Regions from separate parts of the Mus musculus genome. Here region 1 is linked to region 2. A link is a contact called in public Hi-C data. All regions are on one chromosome and are shown on one strand. Each heading gives the region's core, a stretch centred on a gene start, on an enhancer-like site or on the middle of the called end of the contact. The rest is flanking DNA. Distances are from core to core; before and after follow the strand shown.

Region 1 (7,096 bases), core at 863-3,362, 210 kb after region 2:
ACCCCTGCGTGGTGTATGACCATGGGCCCGAGAGCGCTCTTGAATAAAAATCCTCTTGCAATTTGCAGCAAGACCCGTTTCTTGTGGGTGATTTTGGGGTGTCGCCTCTCCTGAGTCAGAACGTGGGGGAGTCCTCACGTTGTGGGTCTTTCACCACAATATTCTTATAAATAATAATAATTATTTTTATTAATAGTAATAGTTATAACAATAAATCACACTTAAAAATCTTTCGATTCTGTCAGTTTCAAGCAAGGATAAAACCATCTTTTGTCTTTCAAAAGTCCCATTGGCTACCTTCCTCTAAAAACGGTCTTCCCTACATCTCATGTCATATATACATTGTATAAATATGTATTCACATATTTTTAAAACTTGAATTCCATATATGCAATGAATGTAAGGCATTTATACTAGTGTGAACTTTCCAGGTGAATAAGGTCATGATTATTGACTTGTACCCCTCTCAGGTCTCACTATTAACATTTGAAACACTGGATATGTACTCTGATTTTTGTTTCATTTACATTGTTATGTTGAGATGGGGGTCTCATGAATCCCAGGCAGGATTCAATACACTATGTAGTTGAGGATGAACTTAAATTCCTGCTCTTCCCGTCCCTACCCTTCAAGCACTGGAATTACCTACCTCTGTGTGTTATCACATCTAGTTTATCTGATGCTGGAGATTGAACCCATTTCTTTATTAATGCTACGCTGTACCAACTGAGCTGTGTCTCAAGCTATCTTTAAAGGAAAATAACTAAAATGTAGAACCTATACTGAAACAGCTTGCTCTAAGAGTTTTATAGAATAGGGAACAAAACACCCATGGAAGGAGTTACAGAGGCAAAGTTTGGAGCTAAGATGAAAGACTGGACCATCCAGAGACTGCCCCACTCGGGGATCCATCCCATAATCAGCCACCAAATGCAGACACTATAGCCTATGCCAGCAAAATTTTGTTGAAAGGACCCTGATATAGCTGTCTCTTGTGAGGCTATGCCAGTGTCTGGCAAATACAGAAGTGGATGCTCACAGTCATCTATTGGATGGAATACAGGACCCACAATGGAGGAGCTAGAGAAAGTACCCAAGCAGCTGAAGGGGTCTGAACCCTCTAGGAGGAACAGCAATATGAACTAACCAGTACCCAGAGCTCATGTCTCTAGCTGCATATGTAGCAGAAGATGGCCTAGTCGGCCATCACTGGGAAGAGAGGCCCCTTGGTCTTGCAAACTTTATATGCCCCAGTATAGGGGAACATCAGGGCTAAGAAGTGGGAGTGGGTGGGTAGGGGAGCAGGGCTGGGGGAGGATATAGGGAACTTTTGATATAGCATTTGAAATGTAATTTAAAAATATCTAATTAAAAAATAGAAAGTGAATATTTTAAAATAAAAATATACCCTATAAATATATATAATCTTCTCAAGTAATTAAAGCAATAAGGGCTTGAATAAATTACTCATTTGCTACATTACATACCAGAAAGTGAGTTAGAACACTCTATCAAGCCAGGCCTTTGGACAGACCACAACTTTGGGTGCCTTCCACCTTGGAAAAAAAGTCAGAATAGTCTGGTAACAGAATGAAAAAGATTAGTGACTTGTGATATTTTTAGGATATATTTATGTTATCTTTGTTCTGCTTTTTTTGGCTTTAAAGTATAGAATATAATCTTCAAGTAGGGTTTTGAGTGAGTTCCTGAGGAAATCCACAAATGAAAAACAGGTCAGACCTTGGCTGAGTGGTTCCAGATCTGAAGAACATGAGAAAGAGTTTCCTCAACATGACAAGCTAAAGAAGACATTCACCCTATCAGTTGTCTCAACGTGTATATGAAGCGCTGCTCACAGTACAGAAATGAATGCATCCTTAGGACAAAGAGCAAGCTAACCCAAGTGAATCAAATAAGTAATCCAAGAGGGGTGGCCAAAAAAAAAAAAAAAAAAAAAAAAAGACTCAGTTCCTTTGCGTGTGCTCATTTGCATTTTCCTGAGATTCTTTGCTCTGTTTGTGATTTATGAGGTCTTTACAGGAGCACAAGACTTGGCTGAGCAGATCACAGTTCACCGCCACCACACATGCAGAAGTTCAGAAGTTTGCAGCAGAAACCCTCTCACACCGAACTGCCTCATTTGTAGCAAGCTCGATTCTTAGGGGTTTAATCCAGTAAAGTACTTCTCTCTCTGTCTCTCTCTCTTCCCCCAACCCCGATTCCAGAGTGGAAGGGTCTGTTTTGTCCACCTGCACTTCGTTAGAGAGAAGCTTGCTCAGAGGCAACACCACAAGAGCCCACAGTGACATAACTTCATCCAGAGGCTGGCGTGATTGGGCTGGTCCCCCCCCCCCACCCCCCACGCTCCTCAGCTCTTGTATCACTGAGACTCTGGCAGCCAGTCCCACCCTGACAGAGTTCACAGCATATGTTAGTGGATTCTTGTTCACAGTGTGCCTGTTTAAGAAATTAACGGAAACAGTGTCAAGAGAGTAAGGTAAGTGCTTTTTTTTTTTTTTTTTTTCTTACTATACCCCAGGGGATGCTGAGTCTTGGGGACAGTGTTTAATTTTAACAGGAACAGGAAAAAAAAAGATCTAGAGGAATTTTGCCAATTTGCTATTCAATGACAGTTTTGAACATTTATTTTCACATTTTACCTATTATACTTTCCATCACTATTGGATTAATTTCACTCTGTATGCCAGACTGATTGGCAAGGGAAATTTAAAACGTTCCAAGGTTGCAATGAAAAAAAAAAAAAAAGTTAGACACTCAAAAACGTACAGAAATTAAAATGTTATCTATGCTAATTAGCTACATATTGTTATAATGTTGAAATCTAGTATTGAGACAGAAAAAGGCCACTACCACCAGCAGCAGTCAAGGGGTTTTGCAATAAAATATGTTGTTACAGGTCGCAATAAACATTCTGGGTTATAAAATGTTAGCAGGAGGACTCAGTTACTTGTGTGGATCACTTCTCCGTGTTTTGCTCATTTTAAAGATCTGTGGTTTTGGATATACACCTTAAGGTACATGTTTTTAAAAGTTTCTGGGAAACAATTTACATTTTTGCAGAAAAGCATTTCTTTCATGACCAGAGGTATTTAAAAAAGTAGGGGCCGAATGTATGACTTACCCTCACAGAGGAGGCATTGTATGTTCACAAGGTTGCTTTGATTTCAGACTGTTAAGTTTTACTTTGCCAAAACTGTGGAATAAATTTTTGTTAGTATGCATATTCCATTTAAAAAGTCAAAACTTAAATGAATCAACAGATTCATTTATGTGATTATGTACTGTTACTGTGTTCCTAGTGCTAGGCAGGGCAAATCCTAACTATTCAATTAAAAATTCCCATCAGAATCATGGGCAAGGGCATAATTTATTAGCATTGTGACTGTATCTGAGGTTAGAATTTCAAGTGTATCTTTCATAAAATCTTTTTCAATGTTTCTTTTCCTGAAGTCTGTCATGATTCTAAGCTAAAGCAAAGCATATATATTTAAAATGCATGGTCTCCCAACTTCTACTTCCTCCAAATTACCTGATGCAAATGCTTGTCTCATATTATTTGCATGAAATATCATGCAATGCAGGGTGTAATTGAATGTGGATTCTCTTCATGTTGTTTCACTCACAGGAACATGGGCTTTCTTACAATGCATTCTGTGATTCCCAACTCTTAAGTTCTAGCCTTCTTTTATGCAAATGGCTAGCTTTTCTCTGAATTTCGAATCATTGTTGAATCTCATCTTAGAAATATGTTATGTGAAAATAACTACCAGGAAATTTTTTGAACTTACACTCTCAGCACACATTTCATGAAGCCAACATCACTATTATTTTATTTTTGTTTTGTCTTTTATTCCCTGCCTTCTCCTGCCTCCACTTTCTGAAGGCACTAAAATCTGCATTAGCAAATCATGTTACCTTACAGTTGGCACAAAGAAGATGAACTCATGATTTAAAATGGAGAAGGACTTAGCTTTTAAAGTTGGAGAGAAGGTTATTTTCGTATAATTGGTATCCTTTTTGGTTTGGATATAAAAGCCAACACTGTCTGACGTTTCCCTGTTGGGTAAATATTTGTTCTTCTAAAATTAATTTACTAAATACTAGCTTCAGATACAGCTTCCAATGGATTTTAAAGCAGGGGATGTTAAGCTGCAAATAATGTAAACATCCATCTAAGAATTCAACCCCCTTTCCCCAGAATCCACAACAATAACAAGGCCCCTTGAAAGGAATGCGCTTATTGCCTCTTCTACCTCACAAGCAGCAAGAGCAGTTTGCCTCAGGGCAAAACCACAGATTGCCCCTGCACCCACTTAGGATCTCTCTAATGAGACATTTTAATGATGTTGATGGCAGAATATACGGAGGAATTTCCTGTTGTCTTCTAAGTGTCCTTTCTTCTGGATTAGGGGATATTCTTAAATAGGGTTTCTCACATTGTGTGAGATGGTGCCACCAGGAAATACCCTGACTGATATATCGATTAAGGAAGTATCAGAAGACAGGGCCTAAAAATTTGGAAGCCAGACCACAAGGGGGCGCATGCGTACACACCTGAAACCTGTTTCCACCCAAAGGTGTGAACAACACGCCCCCCCCCCCCCCCACACACACACACCCTCCCCTTCCCGGCAGCCTTCTCCTTATACTTAAATAGAAAGTTTCAAAGGGCAGTGAAGACACTATTTTGGAGGCACTGAAAATGAAATGAAAAAAAAAAAACGCACTTTGTTAATGAATTTAATGAAAATTGAACTTTTTTTCCCCTTGAAATTATATTATGCTGTAATGATTCGTTTTTCCACTTTATGTAGGTCACAGAGGACTTGCTGAAAATGAATGTATGTGCGTTCTCTCTTGCCTTGGCATTAGTCGGTAGTGTCAGTGGCCAATACTACGATTATGACATCCCTCTCTTCATGTATGGGCAAATATCACCCAACTGTGCACCAGAATGTAACTGCCCCCACAGCTACCCAACTGCCATGTACTGTGATGACCTCAAGTTGAAGAGTGTGCCAATGGTTCCTCCTGGCATCAAGTACCTTTACCTGAGGAATAACCAAATCGACCATATTGATGAGAAGGCCTTTGAGAACGTCACAGACCTGCAGTGGCTCATTCTTGACCACAACCTTCTAGAAAACTCCAAGATCAAAGGAAAGGTTTTCTCTAAGCTGAAACAACTGAAGAAACTGCATATAAACTACAACAACCTGACCGAGTCCGTCGGTCCACTTCCAAAGTCCCTGCAAGACCTACAGCTGACCAATAATAAAATCAGCAAGCTCGGCTCCTTCGACGGGCTGGTCAACTTGACCTTCATTTATCTTCAACACAACCAGCTCAAAGAGGATGCTGTCTCGGCTTCTCTGAAAGGTCTCAAATCACTAGAGTACCTGGATTTGAGCTTCAATCAGATGAGCAAGCTGCCTGCTGGTCTACCTACATCTCTTCTAACTCTCTACCTAGACAATAATAAGATCAGCAACATTCCGGATGAGTACTTCAAGCGCTTCACTGGGCTGCAATACCTGCGTTTATCTCACAATGAACTGGCTGATAGTGGGGTACCTGGAAACTCGTTTAATATATCATCCTTGCTCGAGCTTGATCTCTCCTATAATAAGCTTAAGAGTATACCAACAGTTAATGAAAATCTTGAAAATTATTACCTGGAGGTCAATGAACTTGAAAGTAAGTATAAAGATGCCCCCCCCCCCGTGTTAGAATTATTTAAAGTATACATTAAACTTTACTTATATACTTAAAGTTTGTATCAAACACTTTGAGAGTTAAAATACTTAGGTTTCACAATGTAATAAGAACGAATTAAAAGAACAACAAAATCCAAACATGGAATTCTATCTCAGTCATACACGGAATTGTTCCTAGCCTTTCCTTAGAGTGTCGAGACCAAGAGCTACTAAAGCCATAAAATTGTTCATTTAATCTATTAGTATTATTTGAGGCTAACTGACAGTGATGTCTCTCTTAATATTTTTCAGTTATTGCTTAGTTTGTTCCTTGCGTAGAATTGTGTGCTGCCTTTTACTAAGTGGCATGATCCAGTAGAGGAAAGGAAGAAAACCTTCAGAAGGCATGCGTGCAGTAAGAACAGGCTACCAAGCATCCTACCACTTGCCTGACTCAGAGCAAACACATATGGCCCTATCTTCCCTAACATCTGGAGGTTCACTATATGACCCTATTAACATGGCCAGCACCACCACTCTTTTTCTGACACAGTGTATGTGGTCCTCAAACAAATTCATGAGGAAAGGTGTTGAAAAAGGTTTTAAGTATCTATTTATTTAAAAGATATCCTTATAGAGCCCTTAGCTTTTGTACAGCCCTTCACTTCACCCACGTCACACATGGTTCTTTTCATGTGCTGATGTATTTTATTTTGATTTATCTCCATGATGGATCTGGACTTGATCTGCTCTTTGAAGGCTTCCATCCTCTTCAGCTTCAGTTCAGAAGATATGAAAACAGGCAGGAAATGACACCATTCAATCACAACCTTACCATTTAATAGAGTTTAGCACAGAAATGTGTCAGTTCACCAATGTGTGAAAATTTCAGGTGGAAAACATAATTTTACATATAAAGCAGTCATTGTCTATTCAAATTGAACTTGTTTATCTAATGAAAAGTTCACCTCCCTTGCCAAGATAAAAATATTGCTATCAGAAAAAAATGAAGTAGGACATTGTGACAACATTGAAATGTTTCTTTAATTTCATGTATCTCCTAGGTTACACATTTTCATGAAGGAGAATGTGATTGCCTATATAAACACCATTTTTTCAATTTCATTTTGAAATGGATTTTTAAATCCATGAAAGCAAGGTTTGGGACAGTTTGACTGTTACAAGTCACAGAGTTCAGACTAGCACAATTCTACTGGCACAACTGTTTATAGTGTAAAGTTTAATATGTGATAGTTCATATTCTTTAATTTTTCTAAGTAATGATTTCATTTATTATTTGCAATTATCTCAGCCTAAATCAGGTTCTCAACATTGAACATTACATGTAAAAATGAACTTAAGGTCATGTAAAGGCGCAA
Region 2 (6,538 bases), core at 3,503-6,002:
TAGCTAGACTGTAAGGAGCATTACTTAGGCAAGGCTTCTCCATCCAATGGGCTAGATGGAGTCCGATGTAAGTACTCACTGTAAGTACTACACTGAGCCCTTATCCAGGCAGGACTGGTTTTTCTGTTTTACACAGTAACCCTTTGATTTTACCTTTAAATTTTTTTACATGTGTCCTGTGTGAATGTATGTGTGTGTGTGCATGTGTGTGGTATATGTGAGTATGAAAGATCTATGAGAGAGAGAGAGAGAGAGAGAGAGAGAGAGAGAGAGAGAGAGAGAGAGAGAGAGAGAGAGAATGCAGAGCTTAGTCAGTAGAGGACAACCTCATGGAAATTGGTGGTTTTCTCCTCTTTCCACCAGGAATCTTTGAACTCAAGTCTTCAAGCTTGCTATGCCCTTACTTCATGACTATCTTGTCAGAAACACTTTATAGCGACACTCTGCTTGGTGATGAAGGCCTACAAAGGGATCAAATCTGAGTGCTAACCCTCTAAGTGGTTAGTTTCATCTAAGAGGCACAAGCCAGATATCAGGCCTTGAAAGGCAGATCTCTGTATGGTTCACCTCTCTTTCCCAGCCCATACAGAGTCAATGTTTGCACCGAGTGCATTTGTTTTTAGTTTAATGTATTGATTATTCCATCAGGTCATGTGCTCATTACATCACTTCATGTGGCAAATGCTTTATTAAAGGTCAGTACAGGGACAGGGATTAAAGGCGTGCACTAAAAGCATGTCTGTATTCAAGCCAGAGGGATTAAAGGTGTGTGTGTGTGTGTGTGTGTGTGTATGTGTGTGTGTGTGTGTGTGTGTGTGTGTGTGTGTGTGTGATGTCTGCATTCCAGCTGAATCATATCTTTGGATATGATCCCTTGTCAGAGAAGCCTTGTCGCTGTATTAAAATTTCTCTACATGTTATGAACATTTTCTTTCTATCCATTATCAACAATCTCCAAGACAGTGACATGCTTGTTGCAACTGAGTAATCTGCAATGTGGGCTTAGGCAGTGTATACCTATGACCTATGACAACCATCCTGCACTCAAGTACCAGAGAACATTTCTCTTTCTCTGAAAGTCCTCTCAGCCATGCCCAATCATTCATACTTATGCCCATGCCTTGGTTACCACGGAGTTTTTTTCACTATCTTCGTGGTTTAGCTTCTCCAGTGTGTCATTGCTGGAGTTGTTGATATACCAATGTCACTATATTATAGAAAACTGAGTTTCTCTTTCCTAGGACGCATACATAACAGTTCAGTTATTACATTTACCCTAGTGGCTAGATTTCTTCCATTGTTTCATCCATCCATCCATCCATCCATCCATCCATTCTTTTTTAAAAAATTATAAAAAGATTAGACAAAAATATAAGAAAAAATTACATAAAGAAAAGAGCTCAAGAGAAGGCACAGAAATGAGAGAGCCACTCATTTGCATACTCTGGAGTCCCATAAAAGCAGTAAAGAGGAAATCAGTATGCACACTCAGAGGCGCTGTGTGTGCTGCTTCAGACTCTGTGAGTTTATGTAAGCTTTGCTCACGTTTTCTTGGAGGGCCTTGTTTCCTTGGTCTCCTCCATCCTCTATAGCTCCCACACTCTTTCTCCCTTATCTCCCATGGGGTTCCTTGAGTTCTGAGGGAAGGGACTGATGGGGACATCCCATGAAGGGCTGAATGCTCCACTCTCTGCTTAATGCCCAACTGGGAGTGTCTGTATTCGCACTACTACAGGAGGGAACTTCTTTAAGGATAGCTGAACAAAGTCCTTATCTATGAGCATAGCAGAATGTCATTAGGAGTTATCACCTCCTTCTTAGATGAGTGTTATTGTGGTTTTTTTTTTTTTCCCTAGGTCTCTGGGCTATCTAGTTTCAGGCTCTTGGTCAGGAAGGTAGTGTTGCAAATGGGTTCCATCTCATGGAGTGGGTGTTAGGTCTAATCAGTTTCACTAGCTTTGTGCCATCATTGCCTTAACATGCCATATAGGCCATATACCATCATAGATTCAAGAGTCTGTGGCTGCCTTGGTGTTTGTGCTTCTCATCTGTGAGTGTGTAAAATAGATTCTTGTATGAGAGATGCTGGAACAGAAAAGTGAAAGCTGACAAAACAATCAGAGACAGCAAAGCCCCTGTTCCTTCTGTTAGGAGTCCTACAAAAACACCAAGCTACACAACTGTAACGTATACAGAGAGCCTAGGTTAGGCTAATGTGCAGGCTAACTGACTGTCCGGTTCAGTCTCAGTCAGGCCCTGTGAGGCCAGGTTAGTTGATTCTGCGGGGTTTTTTTTTTCTTGATAAAACACAAAATCTTTATTTTTTTTAAATTAGGTATTTTCCTCATTTACATTTCCAATGCTATCCTGAAAGACTCTGAGAGGAGCCCCTTGCTCAGGCCTCAGGACACTAGTGGACACCCAAGAACTCACGATAGACCGAGTTGTTGCAAACCACATGAGGCTTTATTCGGGGAAAGCCAGAGCTCTGGGGACGACTCATATCCCACACAGGGGTAGAGGAGTTGACCTCGAGGAGAAAGAGGTCCCGGTTTTTATAGGCCCTCATGGGGGAAAGGAGAAGGGGGGTAGAGTAGGGGATTTCCAGATCTAAACAATGTCTATTCTCAAGAAATGGGTATGGGAGGGGTACAAGGAAAGAGTCTAATGAAGGTGCAGCAATGGGCACACACCTGGTCAGAACATTGGCAGACACACAGGTTCAAGGAGTGGCCAGAGCATTGTGCACCTCTATTTTTCTAAATCAGTGAAGCTAGTTCTGCTAACACTGACATCTATCTTGCTAATTTCAGGGCTTCTGTGACCTTTTACATTCTGTCAGGATCTTTCAATCCCAAAAGTCCCCCATACCCTCCCCCCATTCCCCTACCCACCCACTCCCACTTTTTGGCCCTAGTGTTCCCCTGTACTGGGGCATATAAAGTTTGCCTGACCAATGGGCCTCTCTTTCCAGTGATGGCCGACTAGGCCATCTTTTGATACATATGCAGCTAGAGTCAAGAGCTCTGGGGTACTGGTTAGTTCATAATGTTGTTCCACCTATAGGGTTGCAGATCCCTTTAGCTCCTTGGGTATTTTCTCTAGCTCCTCCATTGGGGGCCCTGTGATCTGTCCAATAGCTGACTCTAAGCATCCACTTATGTGTTTGCTAGGCCCCGGCGTAGTCTGTGGGTTTTCTTGTGATGTCCTTGACCCTGCTGGTGCCTACAATCCTACCCCCACCCCATCACAGGAGTCTCAAGCTCTGTGTAATGTTTGGGTTACAACATTCTGAATCTATTTCCATCCCTTGCTAACTGGAGCCTCCCTGATGGTACTGTCTACAAGTATAGGACAATATCATTAAGAATTAAGAATTCAGCCAGGCAGTGGTGGTGCACGCCTTTAATCCCAGCACTTGGGAGGCAGAGGTAGACAGATTTCTGAGTTCAAGGCCAGTCTGGTCTACAGAGTGAGTTCCAGGACAGCAAGGGCTACACAGAAAAACCCTGTCTCAAAAAAAAAAAAAAAAAAAAAAAAAAAAAAAAAAAAACCAACAAAAAAACAAAAAACAAAACAAAACCAAAACCAAAACCAACAATAACAAAAAAAACCCAAAACCAAAACAAACAAACAAAACAAACAAAAAAGAATTAGGAATTCTTTCTTTCCTCCTTTCTTTCTCCCTTTCCGTCTCTCTTTCTTTCTTCCTTTCTTTCATTTTTGTTCTGGGTGATGGGTTCTGTCCTAGGCCACCAATCCTTTGATTTCTGGTTCTCCAGGCAGTGTCAGAGGTGAAGTCTTTCTCCTGGCATGGGTTTCCAGCTGGAATAGTTATTACATAAAAGCATGTTAAGGAGAAATGTATGTATGTATGTATGTATGCATCTATCTATCTATCTATCTATCTATCTATCTATCTATCTATCTATCAACAGCTGCCTAATGTATTCTAGAAGATAGCTTACTAGCTGAAGCACATTAAAGCATGCAATTTGCAATTAACTTTAAATTTCAGATATGTAACAAGTACTGTGTTTAGTGAAGGAAAATATCATGCTGTATTTGGGACATACTTTGTTTTCTAAATTTCAAATTGAAATAGTCATTCTGACATGTGTGTGTGTGTGTGTGTGTGTGTGTGTGTGTGTGTCTTATATTTGTTTTGTTTTCTAATACCACCCCCCCCCACACACACACACACCATTACGGAGAATATATTGGACCTAAGCTAAAATAAGCACTTCTGAGGGACCGGAGAGAAGAAACCAAAAAGGTATTTATGCCTGTGGCTTACAGTGTAGAAATCACTGAAGCATACAAAACAGAAACCTCTGAGTGCTAACTGCAAATCAAAATTATATTTTATTATCAATTTAAAATATAATAAGAAAGAACCCAATTACCTACCCACAACAAAGGTGTCATTTGTTATTGATACTTCTATATCGAAGATTGTTAAGAGTATGTAGTTTTCAAGTTACATTAAAGTATATAGGTCACTGAACTGAGGGATAAGGATTTGGAGAGAATCTAAAGCCAGCATTCAGGGAATAAAAACTTGCAATGATTGTAACATTCCATTCTAACTTTTGTTTTCTGGATTTGAACTTAATGTAGACAATTTCTTTTTCTGTTATTCCTCTTAGTAATAAAAGTGTCTAATTTTAAGTGCAGCCTTGTATGAGATTCCTCCCCTGCCCTGGAAAGTATGTGCAAGTATGTGCCAAACTTTTATGTCACTTTCTTTCCTTGGATTGAAAGGGCTCAAGACAAATGCAGATAAGCTGCTGCCAGAGCCTGAGAATTCACCCTGGCTTATGAGTTGGACTAACATATTATGTCTTAAAACACCAACCCTATTTTTAATGACTTTTTTTTATAACTCACTAATGCATAAGTTGGAGCCTGGATGTTAGTCATCATATAATGAGGATTATGTAGCCAGCAGGTAGATGATGGCTTGAAGACATAGCAGCCTTTAATGTACTCCAGCAAAACACAGGGGAAAGGTGGTCTCAAGGATGGTTTGTGGCAGACTTTGTTCCTTAAAGAACATAACAATCTCTGGGAAAGGTAGTTGTAGATAAAAAATGACTTGCCTAGATGTTTCTGCTTGATCTAGGACTGAAATAGTCTTGTCCATTGCTCTTTTAGGTGGCAAAGACATGTCCTACCCTCTACCCCAAGAAAAATCTAGAAGGTGTGCCCTAATTTGGGGCACTGAAATATATTATTTTATGATATATAAATATGATATAAAAATATTATACATTGTCTATAACAGGAATGATTTCTGCTTCATGAATACTGTAAATATGTACATATACATCTTTGGGGGATGTTGACAGGTTGTCTCTTTGATCAGCCTCTAATCTATATGTCCTTATCAACAAAATCATGACTTCTGAGCCTTCATCCATATATGACCAATTTTACCAAGAATTTGAAGTGTAGCCTGAGTTTTTCATCCTTGATAGGTGATTAGTATCTGATAACCCCATATCAGATGGGATTCCACATTGGGTGATTTTGGATTGCCATCAGCAAGAATCCTAGGTTGTACTGACCTAGAAAGCACTGCACTTGTTTTTCTTGTTATTCAGATTTCCCCGAATACTTTCCAATCCTCTGTTGTCTTCCTCCCACCCCTGCCCACTGGGGGCGGATCACCATATTCACTTTCAAGTTGAGCCCAAACTCTTCCTCATTGCAAAACCCACAACAACATGATGAGATGAATACAGATATTATTATTCTGAATATTATGAATATTATTCGGGATATTTTCACAGATAATTTTAACGAGTAATGTTAGACTTGTCTTACTCTTCATTCCCATAACATATGACTTAAACGTGTGAAACCAGAGCTCAGCTGAGAAATGAATGCCATTAAGGTTTCTTTTCTTTGCCCTTGCTATTGGCTACCAGACCTGACTGTTCCATCCAAAAGGCTCTTTCAAATGAGCTTCAACTTATTCTCACAATCTTTTTTCAATCCTCTTAGCACTGTTTGTCAAGAAGATCAATATAGGATACGAGGGATACAACTTATTAGGTTCATAATGGGTTGGGGCTATTTTCAATAAATCAGTGGTTCTAACAGAGAAATTCTCTATGGCAGCGACATGAAAACAACCTTCAGTTGTCTCCATAAAGTCTGCCACAGATGTCTAACTGTCCATGCTAAGATGGCCAAGGCTGTATCTGAATTCCCAAGAGAGTCATCTCCATGGATGTTAATGGTCTGAGATTTTACAGCAGTTTACTGGAACCCCCTTCGTTTTAGCAACAGACAGCCCAGTTTTAGTGGCTTAGGAATGAGATTTAAGAGTAAACATTTAAAAATGACTGCCATTAAGGCTTTATGATTGCTCCTCTCAGCAACCTTTACCCGTGGCAAAATCTAGCTTTCTGCAAACGGGACTCACTCAACAGCTCTTTCCATGCAGAACTGAAAAACTCATCTTTGGAAGCTGAGGAGCCGCGATCGATCATTCTTTGCATTTTATCTTGGTAGTTTGGCATTCACCCTG

Evidence for each region. Hi-C and Micro-C count contacts between places; a contact is called where the count stands out from the background.
Region 1: a Hi-C map of uterus shows a contact between it and region 2, with 3 times the contacts expected there. The contact joins the promoter of Lum here to the enhancer-like site in region 2. A contact is called at or near these places in 2 of 39 promoter capture datasets (the 3T3-L1 cell line and maxillary cranial neural crest), 1 of 484 Hi-C or Micro-C datasets (uterus) and 1 of 9 other capture datasets (adipose tissue).

Annotation. Positions count from the first base shown.
Region 1 is chr10:97,563,389-97,570,484 of GRCm38.p6, forward strand. Lum (lumican) reads left to right here and starts at 2,113. Exons shown (of 3, transcript NM_008524.2): 1 at 2,113-2,497; 2 at 4,836-5,718. The coding sequence starts at 4,857.
Region 2 is chr10:97,346,504-97,353,041 of GRCm38.p6, forward strand. No RefSeq gene overlaps it. Among named protein-coding and RNA genes, the nearest start is that of Mir3966, 74 kb to the right of the region's middle. Within about 2 kb of position 4,753, at least 5 of the 459 cell types and tissues checked have an H3K27ac peak or open chromatin away from gene starts, as enhancers often do. A contact at or near this core is called in uterus, where this site is marked.